Linked DNA regions of Mus musculus: regions 2, 3, 4, 5 and 6 are each linked to region 1. The links are chromatin contacts, called in public Micro-C and promoter capture Hi-C maps. All regions are on one chromosome and are shown on one strand. Each heading gives the region's core, a stretch centred on a gene start, on an enhancer-like site or on the middle of the called end of the contact. The rest is flanking DNA. Distances are from core to core; before and after follow the strand shown.

Evidence for each region. Promoter capture Hi-C pulls out the DNA fragments that hold promoters and counts their contacts. A called contact is a pair of places that touch in the nucleus more often than the background predicts.
Region 2: a promoter capture Hi-C map of hippocampal neurons shows a contact between it and region 1, with 3 times the contacts expected there. The contact joins the promoter of Wasl here to the promoter of Cadps2 in region 1. A contact is called at or near these places in 3 of 39 promoter capture datasets (hippocampal neurons and liver) and 1 of 484 Hi-C or Micro-C datasets (nephron progenitors).
Region 3: a contact with region 1 is called in a promoter capture Hi-C map of liver, with 3 times the contacts expected there. The contact joins the promoter of Aass here to the promoter of Cadps2 in region 1. A contact is called at or near these places in 2 of 39 promoter capture datasets (both in liver).
Region 4: a contact with region 1 is called in a promoter capture Hi-C map of hippocampal neurons, with 6 times the contacts expected there. The contact joins the promoter of Iqub here to the promoter of Cadps2 in region 1. A contact is called at or near these places in 8 of 39 promoter capture datasets (cranial neural crest, embryonic stem cells, frontonasal cranial neural crest and 3 more), 7 of 484 Hi-C or Micro-C datasets (LSK cells, cerebellar granule neurons, cerebellum and 3 more), 3 of 115 datasets of contacts at active chromatin or transcription factors (astrocytes, bone marrow-derived macrophages and forebrain) and 1 of 9 other capture datasets (embryonic stem cells).
Region 5: a promoter capture Hi-C map of hippocampal neurons shows a contact between it and region 1, with 4 times the contacts expected there. The contact joins the promoter of 4930554P06Rik here to the promoter of Cadps2 in region 1. A contact is called at or near these places in 2 of 39 promoter capture datasets (hippocampal neurons and second pharyngeal arch cranial neural crest).
Region 6: a Micro-C map of embryonic stem cells shows a contact between it and region 1, with 7 times the contacts expected there. The contact joins the promoter of Fezf1 here to the promoter of Cadps2 in region 1. A contact is called at or near these places in 5 of 39 promoter capture datasets (cranial neural crest, embryonic stem cells, liver and 1 more), 13 of 484 Hi-C or Micro-C datasets (LSK cells, differentiating embryonic stem cells and embryonic stem cells) and 3 of 115 datasets of contacts at active chromatin or transcription factors (all in embryonic stem cells).

Annotation. Positions count from the first base shown.
Region 1 is chr6:23,837,330-23,841,732 of GRCm38.p6, forward strand. Cadps2 (Ca2+-dependent activator protein for secretion 2) reads right to left here and starts at 2,092. Exons shown (of 30, transcript NM_153163.4): 1 at 1,461-2,092. The coding sequence starts at 1,808.
Region 2 is chr6:24,662,454-24,666,856 of GRCm38.p6, forward strand. It overlaps Wasl (WASP like actin nucleation promoting factor), which reads right to left and starts at 2,542. Exons shown (of 11, transcript NM_028459.2): 1 at 2,083-2,542. The coding sequence starts at 2,190.
Region 3 is chr6:23,130,813-23,135,215 of GRCm38.p6, forward strand. Aass (aminoadipate-semialdehyde synthase) reads right to left here and starts at 2,174. Exons shown (of 24, transcript NM_013930.4): 1 at 2,069-2,174.
Region 4 is chr6:24,512,574-24,516,976 of GRCm38.p6, forward strand. Iqub (IQ motif and ubiquitin domain containing) reads right to left here and starts at 2,494. Exons shown (of 13, transcript NM_172535.3): 1 at 2,407-2,494.
Region 5 is chr6:23,179,370-23,183,772 of GRCm38.p6, forward strand. It overlaps 4930554P06Rik (RIKEN cDNA 4930554P06 gene), which reads right to left and starts at 2,146. Exons shown (of 2, transcript NR_167898.1): 1 at 2,104-2,146; 2 at 1,112-1,953.
Region 6 is chr6:23,246,338-23,250,740 of GRCm38.p6, forward strand. It overlaps Fezf1 (Fez family zinc finger 1), which reads right to left and starts at 1,927. Exons shown (of 4, transcript NM_028462.1): 1 at 937-1,927; 2 at 559-693; 3 at 178-310. The coding sequence starts at 1,737.

The DNA.
Region 1 (4,403 bases), core at 842-3,341:
TAGCAAGAGGAGACTGCCTAGAGCTAGTTAGGTCTCTATCTGCCCACTGTCCTATGAGCTAGAAGGCTGGGCTACCTGAGGAGCTTCTGTGATTAGCCTTCAGTAGTAAAGAAATGTCCCCAAACCACTCAAGAGAATGATCGTTCCAGAATAGCTGCTCAGTTGGCTCTGATTTTGTGAAGTTGGGAAGAACACTTAAGAGCTATCCTCTTGGAAATTTTTATACAGTATCGTTCACCTCAGGCAAACTCACAGTTGTCCACCTCTCCCTAAACTCAAGATGTTGCATTCAGTAGCTACGCACAGCTTTTTTACATGTCGGACTTTAAAAAAAAGATGAAATATTGAACGAACAAACGTGAATAGGACGGTTTTGGTAGGATGCATGATGGGAAACTGCTTCCTCTGGTCTACAGTTTTATTTTAAAAGTCAATTCAAAAGGTTGCCAAATTTCTAAAAGAAAGGTCTCACATGCAGGAGTTACTATTTCAGGACAGTGATGAAGGACTGTATATGTAGGTATGCTCTGGGCAATCCCCACCCGCGCCACAAGCGGAAGGGACTGTTACAGATTTCTTCAGAGCATTTCAGGCTCAGTATTTATTCCACTAAAGGGTTTCCCTGACTATTAAGGGTTTCTATTCTACACATTTACCCAATTAAGGTGATTGAAGTTGTTCCTTTTGTGTATGGTACAGAATATCAGATTTCTGGGGTCCCGTTTTAAAACAACTAAGGGAGACATTTTATCTGACAGAACTTCTGTAAATCTTTAGGGAAGGAGCCATAAGCAAAGCATTAGCTAGTCCTTCACCTGTCATTAACAGTGGACTTCATTAAGCCTGCCATGGCCTAGAATTACTCATAGCCTCTCTGGATGCATAGCTTCCTCGCTGTTTGCATGTCATGCCCTGATTGTTTAGCCACACAGAAAACTTAGCAATATAACTTTGCTTTTAATTCACCAAGAAAATGTCTAGTCCCTTGCCCTAGTGGAGATTTCTCTGTTATGGGAAAGTATCCGTGTTCCACCTGCTTCATCTAGCTACACACTCAGTCTGTCTTAAGGGCAAAGCCCAGCTCATACACCCCACAGCAGCCCAAATTAAAGTTGTTGCGAGTTGTATTCTAACCCTGTCCCAACCTAATCTGCCCAGGTTTAATTACTGCAGGACCTGCAAGGTGGGATCAGCTGATCAGTCCATGTCTTGGGGATGGTGAGGTGCAGCTGCCAGCTCCTGCCAGTTCAGGCCAGCTCTGGTTAGCTCCGGCTGGGGTTAAAGACCTAAGCACTCCAACCTGTCCCAGACACCCCTCAAAGACCTACTAAAATAGTGTCCAGCCCTTCGCAGAAGGACGGCAGCAGGTGCCCTGAACTCTCCCAGGAGAAAGCCCCCGGGGGCGGGAGGATGAGAGGGGTAAGTGGCCGCGGGAGGCTCCCAGTCCCGCCGCCACTCACCTTCTGCTGCCTCCGGGCCATGTCGGTGGGCTGCTTGGCGTTGAATGGGTACGCGATGCACCTCACCACGAAGACGTAGAGCTGCAGGCGGATGCGCCGCTCCTGCTCCTCGTCCAGCTGCAGCTCGGGCTCATTTCGCCCCTCGCTGAGTACCGAGGGGCTCGGGCTCACGGGTCTGGCCGCTCCGCCGCCGCTGCCACCACCGGAGCGTCCCGGCGCGTCCCGCCGCCCTTCCCGAGCCGCGGCCGGCGGCGCTCGCTGGGAGACGCCCGGCGCCACCAACACCTCGCGGCTCTCCTCCTCCAGCCCCTCGTCCGACTCCTCCTCGCTGGAAGACGGGTCGAGCATGGTGCTGGCTGGGACGCCTGGGCTTGGCCCGCGATCCCTGGGGCTTCTCGCCGAGCGCAGCTGTCCCCGCGGGTCCGCGGGAACCTAGGTCGGTGCGCCGCGGCCGCAGAACGAAAGGGAAAGTGGCCCGGGCTTTCCGGACACGTCGAGTTCGGCGCCCGAGTGTTTGCCGCGGCCAGGACGCGGGGCGGGCGAGCGGAGCGGCGGGAGGCGAGAGGCGGAGTTAGCGCGGGGGCGCTCGGGGCGCCCGGGGACCGCGCGCCCAGCCTCGGGCGTCCAGCCCGCGCGCGCGCCCAGCCCCGCCGCCGACCCCCGCCGCCCGCGCAGGTGAGGAACCTGTGGCGCCTCCCGAGCAACACGTGGAACGGAATGTCGAGGAGCGGACGCGGGGACGCGAAGTGCGCGTGCGCGCGCCGCCGCGCCCGCCACCGCCTGGACCGGGCGGCGGGTGTGCCGGGCGCCCCGGAGCGCGCAGTTTGCAGAGGGCGGGTGATGCCGAGCCCAGACGAGCACAGACGACCCCGGGCCACCATGCACCCAGTAGTCCTGCAGGCTTTCTGTAGGGGTGGCGGCGGGATAGGGACGGGGAACAAACACAGTCTCCAAGAGAGAGCTCCGGACAGTGCTGGGACCTGATTTGTGAAACCTGAGTGCTGAAAAGTGGGACCGGCTGCCTTCCCCTCGAAGTATTATTCTTTCTAGGAGACTTGAAAAAAGTCTCTCTCCCTTCGTTGCAGTGGGACACTCTCCAAGAAGTCCAAATTGTAATCGTCACAGCACGGGCATTAAAAGAAAAGTTGGCGCAGCGGCCGGTCCGGTCCGGGGTGGGGTGGGGTCTTTTAAACTGGTAGGTATTCCTGTTGTTTCCGGCAAACCCGCGAGCAAATTAGATTTTACGTTTGAAAAATGAAACTCTGACAAACACAGCTCAGTTGTTTCCTATGTTGAGATAGAACTGACTCAAACAAAACAGGTTGTTTTGGGTGGACAGACATTCAACAAACACCCGAGAGAAGGCCGGTGTCCAGCATTGTTAGCTTATGACAGAGGCACAAGCGAGGGCACACAACACAAAGTCGCTCTCTTTCCTGGCCTCAAGTGGGCGTCTCATAGCGGCACCTGAAGGCTGAATTATCTGCGCCGATTTTCTCGATGCTAGAACTGCCTCGCAGTTTCTTTTGCCATTCTGTAACTTCTGTCCTGAGCTCAGACAGAAGGGGAAATGCACAAAACAGGCATTCAACACATGGAACAGTGTGCGGTGGCATTCCAGCAAGGAGGATGCAGATCTCCAGGGAATTAACAGGACAAATTAAGCACCCACCAGCCCTGAGCTTCTCTGTCCCAGGGCCAAGCCGCAGTTTAAACTTTTCCAGGCCATTTGGTGGTTAGATACACAAAAACACTTTCCTTCTGCATCTACTGATGCTGTCCCTCAATGGAGAAAAAAGAGGGCATTTACTCCTAGGGAGCCTTCTCCATTAGTTAATCCTTGATTTTGGTCCCTTAGTAATAAAAAATGTTTCATGCCTACTAGCTGATGGTCAATGGTAAGGAAAAAATATATATATATGTGTGTGTGTGTGTGTGTGTGTGTGTGTGTGTGTGTGTACATATATTAAAATTGATGTATTTGAAGACTTTTTGCAAAACTCTGTGAGAGTATTTATCCAAAGTGATTATCAAAGTAACCTCCTAAGGCAGATAGGTGACATTATTAACGACACTATTTTTTTTTATATTTTATTTTTGGAGGAGGGAGATTTTCGAGACAGGGTTTCTCTGTATAGCCCTGGCTGTCCTGGAACTCACTCTGTAGACCAGGCTGGCCTTGAACCCAGAAATCTGCCTGCCCCTGCCTCCCAAGTGCTGGGGTTAAAGGCATGCGCCACAACTGCCTGGTTAGGTGGCACTATTCTGATGATTGCCCTTTGTACCAGATTTTGCTCTAAACTCTACAAGCATTACCTCCACTATTTATTTTCAGTTCTACAGTACACATATGGAACCTGAGGCTACAGCACCAGCCCCTGATGGACTCCCCATGGGCTCTCATTTCTAGGAGCAGTCTTTTCTGTTGTAATTTCTCTTGATTGTAAATCAGTACATTAAAATGTAGTGTTGATTAAGCTGGGGATACAATTCTGAAAGGCATAAGAGTGCTGGTTTAATCAGTCGTTCCTTTCTTTACTTTCTTTCCAGAGTATCTTTCAGTTTTATTAGTCACTACTACTATTACTTGGTGTGACAGCTGAGTACTTTCTCTCCATTTGATGCTTATTTTTTTCCTGTGAAAAATTATTAGAACTCGAAGATCCCCAAGCTTTGGAGATCCCACAGAAAAGCATGTAGTAGTCTTTTCTCCAAGAAGATGAAAATAAAAGGCATAATTTAAATATTCAAAAACAAGTCAGAAAGGAAGGAAAAAGAGTAAAAGAACAAATGAAGGCACAGATTTCAGTCCATAAAATATTGTACAGGTAGAATCTATTGATAGGCAGTTATAGCTTAAGATTTATAAGATGAGTAAAATCTGGTGCTAGATTTTTGTGGTGGTTTGAATGAGAATGACCCCCCCCCCCCCGCCATCGGTCC
Region 2 (4,403 bases), core at 1,292-3,791, 830 kb after region 1:
TTCATATTTTACAGTAATTTTCACAAGAAAGCAACAACAATGTGGTTTTAAGTTACTGCAATTCAAAAGGTAAAGTTGATTAATAATATATGATGTAAAGAAATTGAGCACTGACTACTTGTAACCATTTCAGTAACCCACTTATGCTTACAGTGAGCCGTGTTATCTTTGTCTATCGAAATATACTCCCACATCTGTCATTTCCTTGAAACCCTGGGTAAACACTACAGTAAGCTCTGAGCAACGCATATACTAGAACACAAATGAATGTCTGCCATGCCTGAAGTTCACGGGCCTGGTATGTGAACACAGTGAGCTACTTAATGTTTGATAGACTGTACACTAAAGGTACTAGACCAGCAAAGATGACCTCTACCCTGCTTGCAGGCAGCTCATATTAAAATAAAAATAAAATAAAAAGATTTCCCTAAACTGAAAATTATGCAAAAATTAATGCTGCTTTAAGAAATTTACATTTTATTTCTATTAATTTTATGTAAAAAATGAAGTAGTTATTCCTTTAACACCACTTTGAGAGACAAATCAATAAGGGGAACAAAATCCTCACCAAACAACATGATGTAGTGGAAAGTACAAAGTAACTGGGCATATAGTTCCAGTTACATTCCTAAATTACTATGTGACTTGGGGCCAAGAGCTCCATTTTCTCATTTGTTTAAAGAACTATAGAGGACAGACTTGGTTCATCTTTAAAGTAAATTTTCTCCCAAACTCTTTTTCTTCTTTTTTTGAACCACTGTTTTCTACTTTAGTCAGTGAACGCAGTGTTCTTTAAAGTCTAAATTTTAGAACAAGAAATACATCTTAAGTCCGATGGAATGATTTGGTTTCCCAAAGTCGATATGAACAGTCAGATCATGAAGTTAACAATTAATCTGGTAACTTTCCAGAAACTGTCTCCTCTTAACTTCTTCAGCAGGTGTAGTCTGATTCTGACATCTCCAACATTGCCAAGGGAGGATATGAAATGGTTCAGCTCGGCTGAAACTTCTCTGGGTGTTTCCTGGGTTCCAGAGGCACAGGCTCTGTGAGAGCTAGCAAACACGGCAGAAAGGGAGCCGGCTAGCATTCCAACAATCCCCCTTTCAACTCAGTCACCTCAGGAAGATCAAGATAAGGCCTTCACCCAGAGAACCTCCCCACCCCAGAAAGGCCTGCAGCCAACGTAATGAATGCTTCCGTCAATAACACCCATTCCCCTTCCCACAGAACTGCTTGCTCCCAATCCGCCATCTGGGGTTGGAATGGGCCTCCTCACAGCACCAAACTCAGAACCACTTTTGATCCCAAAGGCCGTGAGCTATTAGAAACTGTCGCTTCCCTACGCATGGCTTGGGAGCGAACAGCACCCTACACCCCACCCCACAACGCCAGGGAGGAAAAGAAAAACCCACAGTGGGGCGGAGAGCAGAAACTAGGCCTAGTTTCTGCTGGAGAAATAAACCCCGTTTTTGTTTTTTTGTTTTTGTTTTTTGCAATTGGGAGCAGGCGCATTTCCTGCCCTTGCTCTGATCCTAAGTGTCCATGAACCTGCACTGCACTTTATTCTCTCCCGGAATCCTTAAGGCGGACCGAAAATCCAATTCGCTTCTTTCCCCATCTATTCATTCCTAAAACCTCTAGCATTGTTAAAGAAGATAACCCAGATCCAGAAGTGGGAAGTGAAGCAAGGGCCAATGCTGGGATCCTGTCCTGAGATCTTAAGCTGCTGATGCACGAACAAAATCCCCTTGTGGTCTAGAGTAAAGTTTGAACCTGCAGCAAGGGCACGGACCCGGCCCGGCCCGGCGGACCTGGGCTACTGGGCAGGCCTATGGAGGTGACACTCCCTTGTTCTCCAGCAGCTGGGGGAGGTGGCTCCGGGCCGGGCAGGCCTGCACCCGGAGAGCTGGGTGAGGGGAGCCCCAGGGCCCGGGAGGCTGGAGGCCTGGCCCGCAGCAGCACCCCAGCCGTGCCGAGCCTGCCCCCCTTCTCCCTCCTACCCTTGAGTCCCGTTCCCCCCCAGCCCGAACCCGCCAGTAGACGTTGGGGGGTGGCGACAGGGGGGTCTCGGCTACTGACCACACATTTCTTGCCGAGGAAGGAGAAGAGAGACTCGTTCTCTTGCGGGGTGAGCAGCAGGGAGCCCACGTTGGTGACCCTCCGCGGGGGCTGCTGGCCCGAGCTCATGGTGTCGCCGGTGGGGTGGAGCGTCCAGGGTCGTCACTTCTGGCGGCGGGCGAGCACTCGGGTCCCACTCTGGGTGACAGGGGCGCGAGCCGGCGGTCACAGCCGCAGCATCCCGTCGTCGCTCCTCCGGCGCGCGGAGGCCGAGGGAAGGAGATGACGGCGGGCGCCCTCGGGCCGCGCGCCGACAGGGAAGCTCCGGGCTCCCGCCCTGCTCAGCTCCGGCTGGATGGTCGTTGTCCTAGCACTCCGGCGGCTGCGCTAAACTCCCTACTCCTCCAGTCCTCTGGCGGCGGCGGCGGCAGCGGCGGCGGCGGCAGCCGCACAATCCAACATGGCAGCGGGGGCGGGCGAGACCACGGGACGCGGGACGCGGGGGAGAGCGCCGGAAACTCGGCAAGGCGGGACACCCCCTCGGTTGCTGCGTGCCGGGGCGTGTCCTACCCAGGCCCCGCCCCTTCCGGAAGCGGCAAGGCTCATCCCGGTTGAGGTCTTGTTGCAGGCTAGTCGCCCCCACCAATGACCACCGCGCGCGTGCGCAGACTCAGAGCGAGGCAGGGCTGGCGGGTCTCCTACACTGACTGCCGAGCCGGACGCCCCCTTGCAGCAGCGCCCACCTTTGCGGAGCGTCGGGTCCGCGTAGCCAGTGTTTGTTAGGCATCGAAGCGAGACTCTCAGGCCGCCTGTCAGGGAGATCTAGTTTAGCTGGAGAGAAAGGTCGGCCGGCGTAGTTTCGGTCAGAGCCGCAGGTGCCTCGGGTTTCTGGATCTTAGTCCCGGCCGCCAACGGGGCGTGGAGGGACATTGCTAAGATCAGGATAGACATCTTCAGAGATGTCAAAAACAGAATCGCAAAAGGCGTCCACCACCCGCCTGGCGGATCTCGTGGGATAGGTGTGTGTAGTTTTTTCCTTGCCTTGTGAATTGGAAACTACCCCTCTCAATCTTTCTCTATCTCAAGTTGGAAGCACCTTGTCTCTTTAATTCAGGATGAATGCACGCGTTTGGGAATGTCGTGTAGGAATACACCTTACCTCTTTTTTCCTTACGAGTTAATTTCATGGCTCTGTATTCTAGGTGCAGGGACCTAGGGCCTGGTGCATACTCAGCCAGCTGAGCAATATTCCCAGCAGAAGTAAATAATGAGAATTCATTACTGTGTTTCATAATATTAAAGGTTAGTATAAAATCATTGGTTGAAAACTAAAAAGCTTTAATTTAAAAAAATTGGAATATAGAGATGATAAACCAGATTACAGCGAATTCTATAAAATGTACATCCTACTATTAACATTAATCATACAACGTATCACATAAGTTGTACTAACGATGTTTGCTAATTACCTAGTTCTAATTAAACAGTTGCATATTCAACTTTTATGACAAACTCTGGTAAATTTCTGATAGCTCTCAATACATTGATAAACTATTACCGACGAACTGAAAACAAAGCTGTAAAGCTGCCTATAATGCACATAATGAAATTGGGTGATGAAGAGCAAGCCTACAACAGAGGATGTGCGAATATACTCTTAGGAGTTCTCACATAGTATATGGATATCTCAAATTATGTTAATGTTAACGGAAAAGATAATCTTTAAAAGTGGCAAAACTTTTTAAAATAGTAGGTTTGTGAAAGGCACCATTTGAAGTACAAGAAATGTTTGAACCGTGGGGCTAAGAAACCTGGAAGATGAGTCAGTTTATGATTTGTTAAAAATGCACCTCTTATCAACTGAAAGCATGGTGACAGCCAAGATCATCACAAGTTCTTGAGAAATGTTTCAGCCCTGACATTTTCAAACTCGAACACTTCCTTATCCAAAAACATAGGCTGCGGTTGGTTCAAGGTTGAAGTTCCAGTTAGACGGTTGTTTAAATACATCCGGGAATTGCTTCTCTGTCTCAGGTTCCTCATCTGTAAAATAAAATCACTGTTTCATGGAGGTAGTATAGTGGAACTTGGGACAGTTAGACCTACTTTAAAAATGTAGAGAGAAAACCATGTGCTAGTGTACCTGATACACAGTGAGTACCCACGGCCTGTCTCCCTTTTCACCATCTTTGCTAGTGGTCTGCTATGTATATCTTTGTCTTAGAGGATCAAGTATTGAAGCATGTATTTTTACATCTATTTTATATAAGCCTGATTTTTCAAAAACCTTTAATTCACAGCCTTACACAATTCTCAAATCTATGTCCATGAGTTTAGAACAT
Region 3 (4,403 bases), core at 924-3,423, 710 kb before region 1:
CAGTTAAATTTTTTAAAATTACGTATGTAAAAGAAATGACAAAATTTAAATAGACATCATAAAAGCCTAGGCAGTAAAGGATGCATGATGGATACATTAAGAACCAGATTGTCAACTCATCTTCCCTACCCCTGCATACAGAGAAAGAGGTGGGGGGAGAAAAGAGGGAGAGGAAGGGGGAGAGAGAGAATAAATAAATCTTTGAACATAATATCTTTTAAAAGAAAAGGAAAGGTCCCTCTAGCCATATTATCCTGATTCCATTAAGCTCAGGAGAGAGTGGGCAGTGTAGCTACACGTGCACTGGGTGTTTTAGAACATAAATCAGCCCTTTAAATCCAGCCAAAGTACACTAAACAGGAAAGGGAAGCACTAAGAGTCTCACCTGAGTCTGCAGCAGTGGATCATTAACCACACTAACCAGAAGCCAAAGTTTCCAACAGGAGACAGATGAGAGGAGTTTGGCCCCCGACCTGGTCCTAGCACCTGACTTTACTCATTTTGTGCATCATCTACACAATCCGACTAACTCTCCAGGCTGTTCGAGCCTTCATCCCACTAGTGAGCTGAGCCAGTCTCACATGCTGTAGACAATAAATGTGAAACGTTTCCCATCCTGCTGTTTCCCTTAATGTAAGAATAACCACACCCCTAGTAGAAGACACTACCTATCCTTTGCCGCCCTATGATAAATTATGCTTCTCAGGGAGAAAGAAACAAAAAAATTACAAAGCCTGTCTTGAATGCCACTCTTTGGACACGGTGAACATGTAAAATTCATTACCGTTTTAACTCTTTTATTTCAACAAGTTTAAGACGTGTCTTCACATTTTAGCATCCCTGAAGTAAGAATGCATCTTAAATTGAAGACAGCTTACATTCAAGAAATGCAGGAATTGTGATAAGACGTGTGGTTTTTCTAGAAGATTGGGGAAATACCGCCCATAAATAATAAACTCCCTTGTCTTCCTAAGTCACTTTGCAGAGTGACAACCAGATTGCACAGCCAGCAAGTTCTGAGCCCTAGGTCCACTCACCTTCATGGGAGGGAGGAGTGGATAGCAAAATACAGGAATTCATGACCACATACACACACACACACACACCCCACACACACACACACACACACACCAGGCCATCTGTGTTTTGAATAAAGAACTGGAAGGACTGTATAAATCATTGGTCATTCAGTGTGTTGTACCGAGCCTCACCACAGCTACACCTTGTCCAGATTCTCACAATTCATGACCCATAATATCCAAGAAATGACAGTCTCTACAGATTTAGGAACTATTTCATTTATTCATTCATTCTTTCTGTCTCTCTGTGTGTCTCTGTCTCTCTCTGTCTCTGTCTCTCTCTCTCTGTCCCTCCCTCTCCACCCCCCCCACCCCATTCAACCATGCAGAGTTGGTTACAAAGTGTGTCCACAGAGCTCTCTCCTTGAGCACAGCCGCCCAGAGTATCGAGAGTTTTGGACACAACTTGTTTAACTTTTTCATGCCCATCTCAAACGGATTGCAGACAGACCCAGCCAACCAGGTCTCTCTCAGTCACAGTTACTAGCCCTAAACCTGCAGCTAGGACAGGGAAAGTTTGGTATCAGAATTCCACCCAGCCAGGGGGACTAGGAGGAGATCAGAAAGAATCTTGCTCTCTTCATCAACCACTACAGGCAAAGAAGCTTTCAGTCCAAGAATAAATAAGTTATTCACTCTGCAACTTTAATTTTAACACTGACCCGTATTGTCTTCCTCAGCAACAGACCACAACCACCAGAGCCCACCTGCCAAAAAGTGCATGCCCCTCCCCCTTTCTATTCAGAAGCCGTAGAGCTGAGCCTGAAGCCCTTCCTCCCCCCCAGCAAAGCTGGGCAGCGATGCCTAAAGCTTGTGTCACCTCCCTAGTTCTGTCACAGTGAGCTTCGAGGTCGCCCCGCGGCTTTGGGGCGGGAGGCCGATTTCTCGACTAACAGCTGGAGTCCCGCGGCTGAGCTGGGAGCTCCAAGTGCATCCTGCAGGCAGAGGTCGCGCCTGCATCCGAGTCGCCCTCCCGGCCCCCTTCTCACCTTGTAGGTTATGGATCAGTCCCCAGCCACCCAGAGCTCTTGAATCTGGACCCTACAGACTGATTTCCCTGCAAAAAAAATTGACTAGGGGGGCGGGGGCCCAGAAGGAGGAGGAGGTGTTTGCTCAACTTTTAAGTACGTCACAAGTCTTCCTTCCTGCAGCCAATCAACGGTAGCTTTGAAGGAACAACCTTCTCTCCTACCAATCAGCGGTGCTGCCAGGTACTAGGTCATGCCCTGCCCCTGCTCTACCCTGAAGTTCATCTGCCTGAAAGATCTCTGACCCTAGAGCTTACTTAGCTCATGGCATCGGGTTCTCCCTAAATGGCTATTGATCAGGTTTGTAACTCCCTGTGGCAGTAAGCCCACGAGGGTAGGAAAAAAACAGCAAAAAAAGAAATGTCTGGACAGTATCTACTAAGGAAATTTGCATATCTCCTGGAAAAACGTTGCAATTGCTTGTGTCTTGTTTGTTTTGCGAAGCACACTTTACAGAGCCTTTTCACAGCTTAGGAAGCTCAGCCCAATGGAAGTTTTCTCGTGTTTTAAGAATCCTAATAGCGGAGGACCTGGAGAGCACGGGGTACAGTACACTCCATTCAAGGAACAGAAGTTTAGGGATGACAAATGTATTACAATTTCCAGTATTGCTGAAATGCGAGTTTCGTAAAGACTAGCCTCAGTGACGGCGGAGCCTTGGGGTCATAGCCAGAAGGGTTTGACCCTCCTGTTTCACAAGTTCCTCCTCCATTTAGACTTGTTAGAAGGCAAGTTTCTGAAAATAAGCCCAAAGTGCTGGATAGTTTGTGTCAATTTGATACAGGCTAGAGTCATCAGAGAGGAGGGAGCCTCAGCAAGAAAAATGTCTCCATAAGATCGGGCTATAGGCAAAATTGGCGATTCATGGGAGAAGACCTATTGTGATTGATGTTATCCTGGAGGTCCTGGGTTCTGTAAGAAAGTAGGCTGAGCAAGCCACTGGAAGCTAGCCAGTAAGCAACACCCCTCCATGGCCTCTGCAACAGCTCCTGCCTCCAGGTTCCGATTGAGTTCCTGTCTTCATTACTTTTGATGATAAGCTGTTATATGGAAGTAAACTAAACCCTTTTCTCCTAGTTGTTTTTTTGGTCATGGTGTTTCATCACAGTGATAGACTCCCTAACTAAGACAAACTGACTAGACAAGCTGGTACCAGAATAGTGGGGTATTGCTGTGAGAGACCAGGCAGGCAGACACATGCACATGTAGGTGAAACACACATAAAATAAAATAAATCTTTTTTAAAAGAAAGAAAAGCTATTGAGTGTTGAGGTCTCAAAGGGCTGTTTGGTAGGAGTTTGGAAGATAAGAACACTGAGGACAGTGCAGACAATGGAGGTCTGGCTTGTCAAGTTTCAGAGAGAAATTTAAAAATTCTACCAGGGCCATTTGTTATTTTGAATTAAGATGCTCTGGTTCTTGTTAGCTGGGGCTGACTAAACAACAAGATACCAGAACTATTACAGTGAAAACTTTACTTTGCTGGAATATTTAATGCTGGTCAGTTGGGGCGGAAAAGTTAGCAGTGATTAAGAAGGGGCCAGCATCCCTGAGGTGATGTCTTCTGTCAAGTGTTTCCTTGGAGTCAGCATATAGATGTGTTCTGGACATGGCCAAGGTTGTACCTTGTGCTGGTTTTGAAGGTGTTCGTGAAAAGAAGCTGAGGTTTGGCACTGTATGGCCGAGTTGGGCCCTCTGATGAGAGCCCAGGTGAGCTTAGTGGTGAAAGTGCAGCCCAGATGCAGCAATATATCCCAGCATTTTGGAGATGTCAGCACTATAAGTTGACCACCAAGAACAGAAGCAGCAGTGGAGTGGAACCTGCCACAGCCTTGAAGACATGCTGTGTGTGCTGCAGAGAGCAGAGCTGGAGAGATAACCCAAGCCCCCTTGGACGAGCCCAGAGGGTCACGAGTGAATAATCCAAGATTATTGGACACTGAGTTATTCACGCTGGTAGAAGTTTATTTTTGCTTCGTTCAGATTTTGATTGTGCCCTGACTCTTCCCTCTTGAAGAATGTATTTTAACTTAATTTTTACAGGAGCCCACATCTGAAAGACTTGGAACTTTTAAAAGAGATTTGGGATTTTTTTTTAAGAGAATATATGTTTTAACAAGACTGAACGTTTAATGAGTTTGAATTTGTGAAGACTGTGGGACTTTTAAAGTTCTTTTTGTTTTCCACGAGAGGTCTCAGTGATGAATGAGAAAGGGAAGATGTAGATAAATGGCAGTGTGTGTGTGTGTGTGTGTGTGTGTGTGTGTGTGTGTATGTGTGTGTGTGTGTCAAGTTG
Region 4 (4,403 bases), core at 1,244-3,743, 680 kb after region 1:
ACTTGCACACAGAAATGTGTATAAACACTCACCGCAGCAAGTTTTACATGTAAATGATCAAGCACACATATTACAGGACGAGCTGGAAGTGCAGGGATGCTCCTAGCATAAATAGTATCAACAGCATCCCAGGTACGATTTGAAAAGATGTTCTTAATTAGCTTTCAACTTTCTAAACTTTAGTACAGTTTTTAATAACAAAAGCCAGGAAGGGGAATTTAAAGATAACTATTTTGTAATTCTAATTTTGTCATGACCAAATTTGGGTTTGGTGGTGAGTAAGTACATAAAATCTATTCAGTCTGGGAAGTGTCAAATTGTATGAGAGGGTCCACAACTTCTACTCCGGATGCCTGTTCTCATGGCACAGAAGTTCACTGAGTTTTATAGACTTTGGGTCTGCTTAATTTTGATTTGCGGTGTTTTTATTCATTTGCAAGTTTTTCAATTAATGTTAAAAGAGTACTGTTAATTAAGTTAATATAGTTTTTAAGAACACAGAATATGCTTAAAAGGAAAAAAAATTAAGCCAGTAGAACAGAAAGGGAGAAAATAAACAGTGAAATAAACCTCTATTGTTAATACTCTAGTTTTACTTCTTAGAGTCAAGCAATATAATTTTACAAATTGTTCCTTGATGAATTTATAATTGGAACCCTATATCCTAAAATATATAAACTTTTCTGCGTTTTTAAACATTGATGCAGCTTTGTGGGTTTTACTCATTCTGTATTTAACATTTTAAAGTACTATGTCTACCTCATTTGTCTCAATAATTGTACAGTAACTTCATTACAGAGACAAGTAAGCCACAGTATATTCTATTGTTGCTCTACTGATGAACATTTAAACTGTCTTCTTTTTTTTAAGATTTTATTTATTTTATGTATATGAGTACACGGTAGCTGTTTTCAGACACAGCAGAGGAGGGCATCGGATCTTATTACAGATGGTTGTGAGCCACCCATGTGGTTGCTGGGAATTGAACTCAGGACCTCAGGAAGAAGAGTCAGTGCTCTTAACCACTAAGCCATCTCTCCAGCCCCCTGTCTTCAATTTTTATACAAGTAGAAAATAGGGCTGCAACAAATGTACATCGTCTTATTTACAAATTTAAACACACTATGAAAGAAGTTTCTATAATTAGGTGAAAAGACACAAAGATCTCCATTAAAGTCCATAAATAAAATTCTTTTCTTAAAATTTGACACTGTATTCCAGCCCTTTGATATTTGTGTGGAGGGAAGGTCTGAAATGGTTTTAAGATGTTTACAATTCAGTGTTTCATTGTTAAAGTATGCGGTGGTTTGAGGAAGAATGGCCCCTATAGGCTCATATAGTTGAATCCTTAGTCACCAGGGAGTGGAACGCTTTGATAGGATTAGAAGGATTTGGAGGTATGACCTTGTCAGAGGGTATGTCACTGGGGGTGGGCTTTGAGGTGTCAAAAGCTCATGCCTCTCTGCCCACCACCCTCTTTCTCCCTGGGGACCAGGATGTAGTACTCTCAGCTATTGCTCTAGTACCAGGCCTGTATGCTCACCCACCATGATGAGAAGGGACTAACTTACTAAGTGTAAGCAAGCCTCCAATTAAGTGCTTTCTTTTCTAGGAGTTGGCTTGGTCATGGTGTCTCCTCAAAGCAATAGAACAATAACAAAGACAGAGTGTCACGCTATTGGATGGAGGTATGGACCTCTTGGCACAGCATCTCATTATGCATCCCAGACTGGCCTTAAACTTGCCATCCTCCTGCCTCATCTCCCCAGTGCTAAGGGCATGCATCTCCAAGGATGCTGAATTTCCTTCATTTTTATATATTATCCATTCAAATATGTTTCAGTCTTTATTTTACTTTTAAAATAAAACTCAGTGGCTATTAAGATTGTATATAAAAAGTCTGCCACTTCATTTCTTCCCATTAAAGCCTGCTACATGTAGAATACTGGTAAGACAGAGATTCTGTCTTGTCTTTTATTTTATAGGCCTACTGAAGTTTTTGTTAGTAGGTAAGACAATGACTGGAGGAAAGCAGCATTCCTGGTAAGGAAAGTCTAAAGGCTGAATTCCCTGCAGACTGGAAATGGTGTCCATAGACCAGTACCAGATGCGGGCACTCTCCTCTCCTTAGCACCCAGGAGGCGGGGTGGTGTAAACCTCCCAGAGTGATCTTGTTGATTCAAGATACCATATCAGTGGGGAGGGGGGTAACTAGAGAAGGGTCAAAAGCGGTGTGATGCTTTGTAAGTTTTCTGTTTTTAAGTAAAGTTAAGGAGCACTGTCCTCTGACCAGAGAGCCCTGTATCCAAGAGAGATCGGCACCCCTGCAAGGCCTAGCATGCCAGGCTCACCCCCAGTTAGAACCAGCAGCCATCTAGGAAAGGGCTGCCAAACGTGTCCTCTTACCTGTTCAAGAAATAGCTATCACAGACCAAGAGGCTTCACCAGTCCTCGGAAGCAGCTCCTTTCTGCTTAGATGTTCTGTTGCTGGCGTATCCTAGCAACTGCCAGCTTCCTCTGCCAGGGCACCGCCCCCGCGCAGTGGGAAAGGAAACAGCCAGCAAGAGCAAAAGCAGAGGAGCCAGAAGTAGAGATTGTTTGGCGCCAGGAACTGAGACCTAAAGATTATTCCAAGTTAACCTTTCTCCGGGAGTTCTCTCACACTTCTGAAAAGGCAGTCCTGTAAACAGTCTAAGCTCACGGGTTACCTTCTTTTAAAAATGCAAATGTGAACACTGAGAGACAGGGATTATAAAGGAACACAACTGTGTGCTACCTAAGTTCTTTTGTCCAGTTAAGATCTTTCCTTTAGCTTCCTGGCAGCCAGAAAGAACAGGAAGAATTAATAACTACTCTGCTTTTATAAGTCAGGAGAAGCAAAGCTTTTTCTATCACCACGTTCTTTAGTCTTAAAATCAGTTTTAGAGAAAGGATCAAATATGTTCCCTGCACAAATTTCATGTGGTTATCTCACAATAACAGCAAAGGTTTAGTAATATCATTAAGCATAGCACCGTATCTGTATTTCGAATAGCCAATGCAATGATTCTATTGAAGGATTGCTATTAGCACTGCCATACTATTTAAAAAAAAAAATGAAACACACAAAGATTAAATGAGAGCCAGTATTAAAATCCAATCTGAATCGAGAGCCCAGATTTTTTAAAACCCTTACTATGTGCTATGTTTAACATCCTTTGATATTTAAAGAGCTTAATGAAATTAAAAAACGTGTTATAAAGTCCATTCCCCTCATTATAAAAGCCGTTGCCTTCTTTATACCTTGTTGCTACAAATCCACTCTCATCAATTTGCTGACATCACTTTCCCACCCCATCACTTTCAAAGGCTTATCATTCATTATTCTCCTGTTAGGGGCAGTATGCAAACACCAGGGTTAGGAATAGAGGCAGCAGAAAAATTCATATTCTTTCCACTGCTAAATGTAGCTTGATACCCACCACCTGTCTTAATAACTTACTGATAATGTACTACAAACTTAGCTTTATAGAATGTACTTTTCTTAGATGGTCTATCTACATAGGTTACTTGGATAGGTTACTAACACATCAAAGGCACACACACACACACACACACACTTTCTATCTCACAAATACATAAACGTGCTTGGCTATAAAAATGTCGATGTCCCCTGAATGAAAACAGCAATAGAAAAATAGTATTAATCAGAAAATAAAAACAAATCCATGCTTTTTTTTTATCCAATTTTACTTTTTATCCTAAATCTATGCCCTTGCTTAGGTCTTGTTCAAAATGTCATCTTGCACTTAGTCATAGGCTGTTCCTTTTAATGTGCTTCCACTTTTACAAAGTCGCCACCTAGTGGCTTTATGAAATCAAGCATTTCAAAGTAACTCCACATGGAAATGTATCTCTATAAAAAACAGGTAAGTAGAAAAACTATTAGAATAATTATTTATAATACTAAAGACCTAAACAGGTAAGTAGGAAAACTATTATAATGGATATTTATAATACCAAAGACCTAAAAATTGTTTTGAACTTATCCCTGACTTAATTTGCATCATTTGTGAACTTGTGAAGCCCCATCCTCTTGAAATTTTTGAGGTCCACCAGATGTTCAAGATGTCACTGAATTTTGAAAGATAATGTAGATAGTTTGTACTGATGCATCTTCAGTCCTCAATCAAATACATGGACAGCTGTGACAAAAGCACTTGTTCATACTAAAGTGGGTAGAGACCACAAACAGCCTTGTAGCAACTTAGGTTGGGTTTACTTACAAATGAGCTATGGAAAACTTTCTCTTGCAGAGATCTGAAGGCCTGTTTTACTCTGGAGAAAGGAATCCAAAGAGTAAAATGTGATATTCTGTAACAAGTAGTATATGTTTATCTCTAAGAAAGCTACAAGGTCAGAGA
Region 5 (4,403 bases), core at 896-3,395, 660 kb before region 1:
TAGCTGTCTCATTCAACAACCAAGGCTGTATCCAAAGAAATTCAAATCCTGAATTTGAAGTCTCACTAAAGGTGTTCTCTAATACATATGGTCACTCCTCTCCCTAGAAGATAAAGACTTCCTGGCACTTGAACAAAATACCCCAATGGGGAGGTTGAATTTCAAAATACATGCCTACCAATGTCTCCATTCTACTTACCGGGGATTTTCACTTCTAATTTTAGAACTGGAGGCATGTTCCATAGTTTTCTCTCTAAGTGACTCAAAATTCACAATGTTCAGTAAGTATAGACAAATATTTAATTTAATGTGAAATATTATTTATCTGCTTTAGAAGTTGCCAGATCTTTCCAGCCCTTAATGCTCCTGAGTCCATCTTTTAATTCATTTTGTAATTCGGCATTTCAGTAAAGTATGACTTCAAATCATCTGTAATGTGTTTGCTGTTTGCATCTTATAATTTTAAAAAATAAATTCTCCAGCTTTATGTTCATCGTGTGGATAGATAGCATGCTGCTACTTTATTAGATAATTCCACAGCAAATCACCTTTCTTTTGTGGTTTATTTTATTCTATTTGTACGTGTTTGTATTTGCTTTCATGAGTTTTTACGTACTACATGCATATAGGATGCAGCATAAGTTAGCAGAAGGCTCGGAATCAATCCCTCGGAGCTCTGGAGTCAGGCTTAGCGTGCTGAGATCCGAATCTAGGTTCTCTGAAAGAACAAGCCTTTGCCACTGCCGAGCCTTCTTTACAGCCCTACATGCTCCCGATTCCATACTTTAATTCATTTTTAATTCCGCATTTCCGTTAACTATGATTTCAAATCACTTATCATTGTGTCTGTGGATTGTAATGAGTTTCTCTTTGAAAATCTTTTTCTTTTCCTCACAATGTCTCTAGGCTGCAATTTACGAATTTGCCACTGGGTGGCACCAAATTTTACCTTTTTGTTTTTCCTTTGAACTTGGTACACAGTTGTAAATATTTAAGTTGTAGGAGTTAGTCAAGAATTAATTACTTTAATCGGGTAAAGCTGTACGCTAATCCCTATGTCAATGCTAAAGAACCAACCCTTGCACCATAGATTTGTAACAGAAGAAACAGCTGACGTGCCATAAGGGTTTATTACAGTTCAAAAGAGCTAGCTCAAGTTGCGTGCAGCATTGATGGGTACTTAAACCTGAAATTCGATTAACCCAAAAGAAACTGTTCAAATATGCTAAGTCACAACAAACATTAAGGAACCCATAACACAGATACCAAACATAACTCAGATGGGTTCCGGTTACATGCATCCATTTGAAGAAGATCTGAAGCTTACAAAAGCCACGTGCTTTCTTGGATAATCGGCTCCGGGTGTTCATATTGAGGTTCTACGCTCTTGACAGGATTTTTTTTTTTTTTTTGCGGGCTTTCCCAGGGCTATGAAGCTATCTTTTGATCTTCATATCAAAGGTAGTGAACATCTAAGATGCGGTTGTCCTTGGCTCGGGCTTCCTCTTTTCTCTGATAGCAATTTACACGTGCAGTCCCAACTGTATTTTATAATCCGCTGTCTGTAGGTTGCTGTCTCCTCATATACCAAACAAGTAAGAGCATGGGAGAAAGTGAGGGCGGGGTTCAAAACAAGTAGGCAAGAGAAAAGAGTCTTGCTGGACAGTTACTCTGCCTGTTTCTTAGACCAAAGATATTGAAATTACGGTCGAAGGCTGTGAGTTACTTACACTGAGGAGTTGGTCCACTGTCAGGCCTCATTGACTTTGCCTTGAACGTAGCCGCAGTATCTGGTCGTTCATTTTCCACTCCCGTGCTGTAACCCTTCATAAGCCTCTGTCCTTTCATCGATGGCCTCAGAACTCCTCTTACTTCTACCATATTGCTGCCTTCAATCGACTCAGAAGAGCTGACTCTTAGCCAGTGTGATGTCTCACTGCCGTTCAAAGGCCTCTATGATCAGGGAAATTTGTGACATTTTAGGTTACATCTACATAATTTCTTACTGCCCATAAGAATGTATGTATGTATCCATGCTCAAAATAATGAATTCCATCCTGTCTAAAATGGACACATTAGTAGAATTAGTAGAAAACCAACTACCTTCTTACAGCAACCTCTATCACTGAGAGCTGGGTGTGAATGTACCACGTCCACAGATGATGTCACAATATCATAGACTTCTGTAAATTCCTTGACTGGCCTAACTTTCATCTTTGAGCATCTCAACAGCTCACTCTGCAAGGACTCACCTCACTTTTAAAATTAGCACAGCAGTTCTCTGAACAACTCTGAGTCCCCAAGATAAGCCTATAGGATTTGTTTCAGAAAATATTAAAATAATACTCGGTGATCATAAGTATGCTTGCATGCGTGTGGGCGTACATATGTAGGTAAAGCTCTTGAAGTAGAATCGCTGTGCACTATAGGATGTAAGAGGCGTGTATTAGTTGTTTGCTTCTGTTTTCCTAGTTGTCTTGCCTTGGTTCTACTCTTCTTGTGAGGAATGCCATCATGCCCCAGTCCTCCTTAGATGTGACAGTGCTTTGACATGATCTATGTGTCCCCTGGTCACAGCACAGGTTATCTGTGTCTTACAGATCAGACAAATTCATCTCAAGAGCTATGGCAACCTAACCGATTTGACATACTTAATAAGTACACATGAAACTCGAACCCAAGTCCCCGGAACTCCAGAAGCTACAATGGATATACCCTGCTGTGGTTTCACATGTCAATTATACAAATATAAACATTGTTTCTATGGAGAACTACCTGAAGATGGAATGCCACTCCAAGATCTAGATTCTGGTTAGCCAGCTGATTCCTCTGTCAAAACCAAGGTTGAATCCATCCCAGGAGTCAGTCCTTCCTAAGAGGTTGAATTTGGATTCTGCAGGGAAGCACAGGCTACTTGCTTCGCATTTTATTTTTAATTGAGAACACCAGAGACATCAGAATGTGTCCGGTCACAGACAGCACTTTCAGTGAGGTGCTTTTGTTTATGGGAGAATTAGTTGTAATTCAAGGGAGAAGAAAACCCAAGCAACAGAAATGTGTGCTTATTTAGGCCAGAAAACGAGTTTGAGACTACTGACATCATAATTACTAATATTATTATCACTCCACTTTGTAGAGAAAAATACTAAGTTTCTAGTAACCTGCAAGGTAAAGATAGGGTCATGATTAATTCTAAGTGCCTTCTTGTCTTGTCCCAGAGAGACTAGAGTCCACAATAACCTGCCCTTCTGTATGCTTTAGCTGCCTTCTCTCTTTCCATGTCACCAAGGTCACAGCTTGACAAATTTATCTCTGAACTTGGAAGTTTTATTGGTGAGTCTCTCAGACAAAAATATTTTGTCCTAATGCATTCTTTCTTTTTTTAACTCTTGAGGGTAACTTTATTAAAGTTTAGGAGAGAGAAAAATAGACCCTAGGGCAGGCAATCTGTAAGTTGCTGCAACCACCCAGGGGAGGCGAATGGAGGAGAAGAAAAAGAACCATGCCATTTGAGCTGCCAGCATGGAGACCCACCACATAGTGGCAGACAACCCTGTGTTGAAGAGGCAGGCTTTAGAAAAAGAATAAAGAAGCCTAAGGCATCAGAAAAAGCATATTGAAGTTCTGGCCACCATCTGAAACAGACAGGAAAAAAAACAAAAAAACAAAAAAACCAAGTTGCATTCAGAAAGGTGAGCTGAGCCAGCTGAACCTCAGAGTGACTTAGCTTCTCTTCCGAATGCCTTCTAATGTTGATCTCAAGCACAATTAGAAGTGCTTAATATTTTCATGCTGACGTAAAGATGACATGACTCAGCTGAGGTGGAAATGCAGCCCCGAGTGGAGGCTTCCAGCTGGATGGGGACGTTCTACTGGGCAGGCCGAGGCTTTGTACCCTGTGGCATTCCCAAGGATGAGGTGGAAAGCACTGGTAGAAAAACGAATTCTTTGTACAAAAGCTAGCACACTCGCTCCAGCCTTTCGTTCAGTTTCATCTCTGCACGTTCCTCAAGGAAACAACTTGGAACTATTCAGAAGATAAGCCACAACCTAGCTTAGCTGCACACAGTTCGTTCTGCTACATGGAAACGTAAGGTTGAAGATCAGTCAAACCTTAGTCTTTAAGGATGGCGCTGATTCACCCTCAGTGGAGTCATGCGCGTCACTGTGGCACCATCGTGCAGAGATGCGTCATTGTTCTGTGTTGTCATCTTTCACATTTCCTCTTCTCCTGCGCATCAGGCTTTCTCTTTACCCAGTTAGTCACCTTTCTGCTTACTTACTGTATTCCATTAGTCTCTGTTTCTCACCTCACTGAAGATTCCTTCCTCCCCTGTTATGACCTCTTTTTCAGTTTTATGACCCAAATTTGCATACCTCTCTCTCTCTCTCTCTCTCTCTCT
Region 6 (4,403 bases), core at 677-3,176, 590 kb before region 1:
ATATCAAACGTGCCTTTTCTTACACTGGTCAGACCAGATAGTAGGGAATAAAATTGACAGTCTTCTTCGGCTCAGGTAAGCAGGTACACTTTAGAGGTCATTAAAAAAAAATCCCGAGAATATCCAGTATAACTTTCCTATGACCACCCTGAGAAAGACATCTCCTGTGCTCAATACCTTTTTGATGAAATCCTTTGCCGCAGAATTCACACACGAATGGTTTGTAGCCCGCGTGAATTCGGGTATGTGTGTTTAACGTGGAACTTCTGTTAAATGCTTTACCGCACTGGTTGCACTTGTGAGGTTTCTCCTAAGCAGCAGAGAGAAAGGGAAGAATAGAGAACTTAATTTACAGTACTTGGTTATTGTGATGCGGAATCCTATCATCACCATACACTTTGAAGCTTTTAAACAGGTCAAAGATAACAACACAAGGCCTCCCAGTCCAGCCTCCACAGCCCAGAAGGTCTTATGCTAAAGAATGAGGCTATATCGATGCGTTTTTCCCCCCAAATGGTTCCAAAGCCTTTCGGGTAAACTTCTGACGGAGGAACATACCTGTGTGTGAATGATCTTATGCCGGCAAAGGGTGCTAGCTTGCCGGAAACCTTTCCCACACACTTTACACACGAAGGGTCTGGCTCCTGTGTGTACCGGCATGTGACGGGTTAAGTTATAGTGCGCATTAAAGACCTTAAAAATTAAACACAAAGGAAAACAGGTTAACGGAAGCACAGATTGGATCCAAAGTGATAAAAAGGAGGGAGGGGGCAAAACAAGTTTATACTTCCACTCCCCAAATACTAAAACAGAAGCGAGGGATGGAGAGAGGAAGGAAGAAAGGAAGGAAGGAAGGAAGGAAGGAAGGAAGGAAGGAAGGAAGGAAGGAAGGAAGGAAGGAAGGAAGGAAGAAGGAACTCCTGGCATAAGACTTGCCTTGCCGCAGACTTCACAAGTGAAAACTTTGGGCTTGGCATTTGGAGAGCCGCGGCTGAAATCCGAGGTTTTGAAAGCGATTTTTTCCGACAAAAGTTGGGCGCTTTCTTTCATGTAATGCTGCAGCTGAGCCTGGGACAGGTCTTTGAAAGCTACTCCCGAAGGGAGTTTCTCCACTGCCGGTACAACCAGTTTATTCCTTTCGGCTAAATACGTTTTGGGCTGTGGGTGCAAAGGGGAACTGAGAAAGTAGGAGGCCACCGGGTGGATGTTCACGCTCGCAGCCGGGTGGCACGGGCCGTCACCTCGGTTCAGGTAGCACAGGGCACCCATGGCGTGAAACGAAGAGTGGTTGACCACACGCGGCCTTACCAGCTTGTACTGCTGTAGTGGCAATGCGTCGCGGGCCAGGTCGCCCTTAAGACTTAGCGCGCAGTTGAGCAGGTCGCTGCAGCTGAACGCCGGCGCAGAGGGCGCCACCGCGGGCGGCGCCGGAACCTCCAAACTCGCCTTGCGGGGCTCTGAGCCATTCACTCCCGCTTTGGAGTTCGTGTCGTACGCCACGGGGACGAAAGGGATCATGCAGGGGATCGACGAGTTGAGATGCAGAGAGTGCTTGGGGTCCCCTTTGGGCACGGCTCCCTGCAGGAAGTGGGGGACCGGCAGGGCCTTAGGCTCAGGGGTGCGCGCCATGATTCGTTCGATGGAGAAAGCCAAGGGTTTAGATGTGCTCATCACGTTGCCCCGAGCTGGAGCAGTCGCTAGCATTTTGGTGGTCGCGTTGAGGCAGCTACTGTCCATGACTGAGTCGCCAGCGTCGGTCAGCCGGGGTTGAGTCGCGGGATCGTTGCCTTGTCCCCTGCTTGTCACAGACCTGCGGAGAGGACAGGCACCGTCACCACCAGCAGCCTCCTCCTCCTCCTCCCCAGCATCACCAGCCGAACCTGCCTGCCCAGCCCAATGGACTCCTGCCAGCCCATCGCAGAGTTCTTGGCGCACCAATGACTCGGGGACAATCACTACTTATTTCTATCAATAGAAAGTGTTGTGTCAATAACGCAGCCAAGATCTCGCCAATCGTTAACTTCCAAGAGGAGAAGGTAAACTAGATAATTGCTCAATTCGCTTCCAACAGTCAACAGGAAAACTTTTTTTCTCTCTGCAGTCGGTGACTACTTTTCATTGGTGAGAGAGCTTCCCCCGCCCAGAAGAGGCGGGGGCGCTCTCTGCAACGCGCAGAGCCCTCCCCGACGCGCAAGCACTCGCCCGCACACACTTCTCTACCCTTCAGCTGCCCCTCCCCCTAGCTTCCTCTGTCTTTTTAATTCTCAATCTGCTTAACCAGGCTTTAGAGGCCAAGCAAATCTGAGATCAATTTTCTCGTTTAGCTCTAAGTGACATCATCTAAAATCATTGTGCTAGGGCTAAATAAGGAAACAGAGTCTAATTCAGGGGCAAATGCCAGGCTATATTTATCAAACGCCAGGCTCTAGAAAGCCTTGACCAGGAAACCTCTGACGGCAAAATCCGAGGTTTCTGTGCTTGGCTTGCCTGAGCTCAGTTCGGGCCACGATGCCTCCTCCTACGCAGCCCACTTTCATCCTCCGGGACTCGAGGGGGTCTGGGGGGTGAGGTCGGGAGGTGGTGCTCATTCCCTGAATCAAGGAGTCGCTGCAGCTCGAGCCGCGTCTGGACCGTTTGGAAGACACCAGCAGGTAACTGGCCTCCCAAAATGCCCTTGAGATGTAAAGGCCTTGGGAGGCTTGTTATGCGTTTGTGGTTTTGTCAAAGCGATGCCCATGGCAATAGGCCTGGGAAAGACGCACCAGCACCACAAAGTTGAGTTGCAAAGAATAAGAGGGAGCCACACGGCCAGAGACCTAGACGCGGATTGAACTCACACAAACACACGCGTGAGCGCGCTTCCTTGAGTTTCCAGAGAGAACCCCGAAAGGGCATTTCTCCAAAGAACTTGCGCCCACTGCTCTTCCAGAGCAGAGGGTTTTAAACGTGGAGCGGAGAAGGGGAATACAATCTGTCGATCCCTACCCTGGCTGCCAGCGTCTGCGTGCGGCTCATCAGTGCACGCGATACCCCGCGTGTCTGTGCGCGCAGACGAACAAAGTGTGGTGGTCACGGACCATTTCTGCCCCCCCCCCCCGAGCGTTTGGAGACCCTAAGCGTCCCCTACCCCCCCCCACCCTCCCCCGCGCGCCCAGCGCCCTCCTGGTGTGACGCCTGGGGCCCAAATTCGCTAGCTGGGCGAGCTTTCCATGAAAAGGCCGGACGCTGAGGCTCCCATTGCGCGGGTCCCCGCGGCTCCCGCCCGAGTAGCGGCGCGCGCCTTCCCCGGAGAGGTCAACCGGGAGCCTTCGGTCGCCGAGAGCAGAACCCCAGGCACGCTCCTGGGGCTGCGGACCGTAGACAAACCCCCGCCGTTCTCAAGCCAGTTCCCGGAGGAAGCTGAGCGATGAGCCCTGAACCGCCTCCTGGAGGCCGCGGGAAGGAGCTGCCGGCAAACTCCAAGCACCGTCAGCCTGGTGAGTTAACTCTACCGTGTGTGGACCAAGTATCCGCCAGGTATCTGGCCAAGAGTAAGATGTGCTGTCCTCTGGTGAGAACCCTGGAAAGGGCCAGCAGTGGGAGGTGAATGTGGGAGCCTAGGATTGTTGAGCCTAAGGCTAATGTATTGGAAGGTGCCAAGTTGGGATTCGAATGGAGGCAACTGGCTTTCAAGATCTCTCCTTCTCCAAACCCCCTTTCTAGCTCATACCACCAGGCTCCTCCGCCCCACCCAGACGGTGCGAGTCAGTTTAAACACTGCCAGGGAAGCCCAGTTGGGTGGAAACGAAGACAGCGAGTTGTTGAGGCCTGACAGCGAGGCGGGACGGCTAAGTGGATGCTGGAGAAATAATTGCTGGGAAAAATAAAATAAAACAGGGGCCAACAGAAGTCTTTTTGAAAGTTGCAGCGGCTAAGAAGCCAGATGGTGGAAAAGTCTGGCTGTTTGTGGCCCGCCTTGGTGGCTAGGCCTGGGAGTGTCTTCTTTCAGGTACCCAGGCACTTCTAGCTGGGCAGACCTGAGAGGCAGAGAAGAGTAGGAGTCTGGGCAGGGCACCCTGGCAGAGAAAAGGAGGCAACACAAAAATCCGGAGGCATTCTGGAATCCTTTGGGGCCTCAGTTTTTCCCCAACTGGAAATGTTCGTTCGATTTGCTTTTGGGGCCGCAGAACCTTGGTCCTTCACCCTGATCAGACAAAGGGTGCGGGTGACCTGGACTGCTTAAGGAAAGGCGGGGTCGGGAGTGTCCCTGTCCCAAGACAGATGGGTAGAGGTTAAGACTTTAATTGCTGCCTTTTGGGGCGGATCAGATTCCCTTTCCTACCTGCTTTCTTAACAGCGGAAAAAAAAAAAATCTCCCTCCTGCTGCACTCCTCCCTCCCCGGAACAAGTTTAAAGAAGAAAGC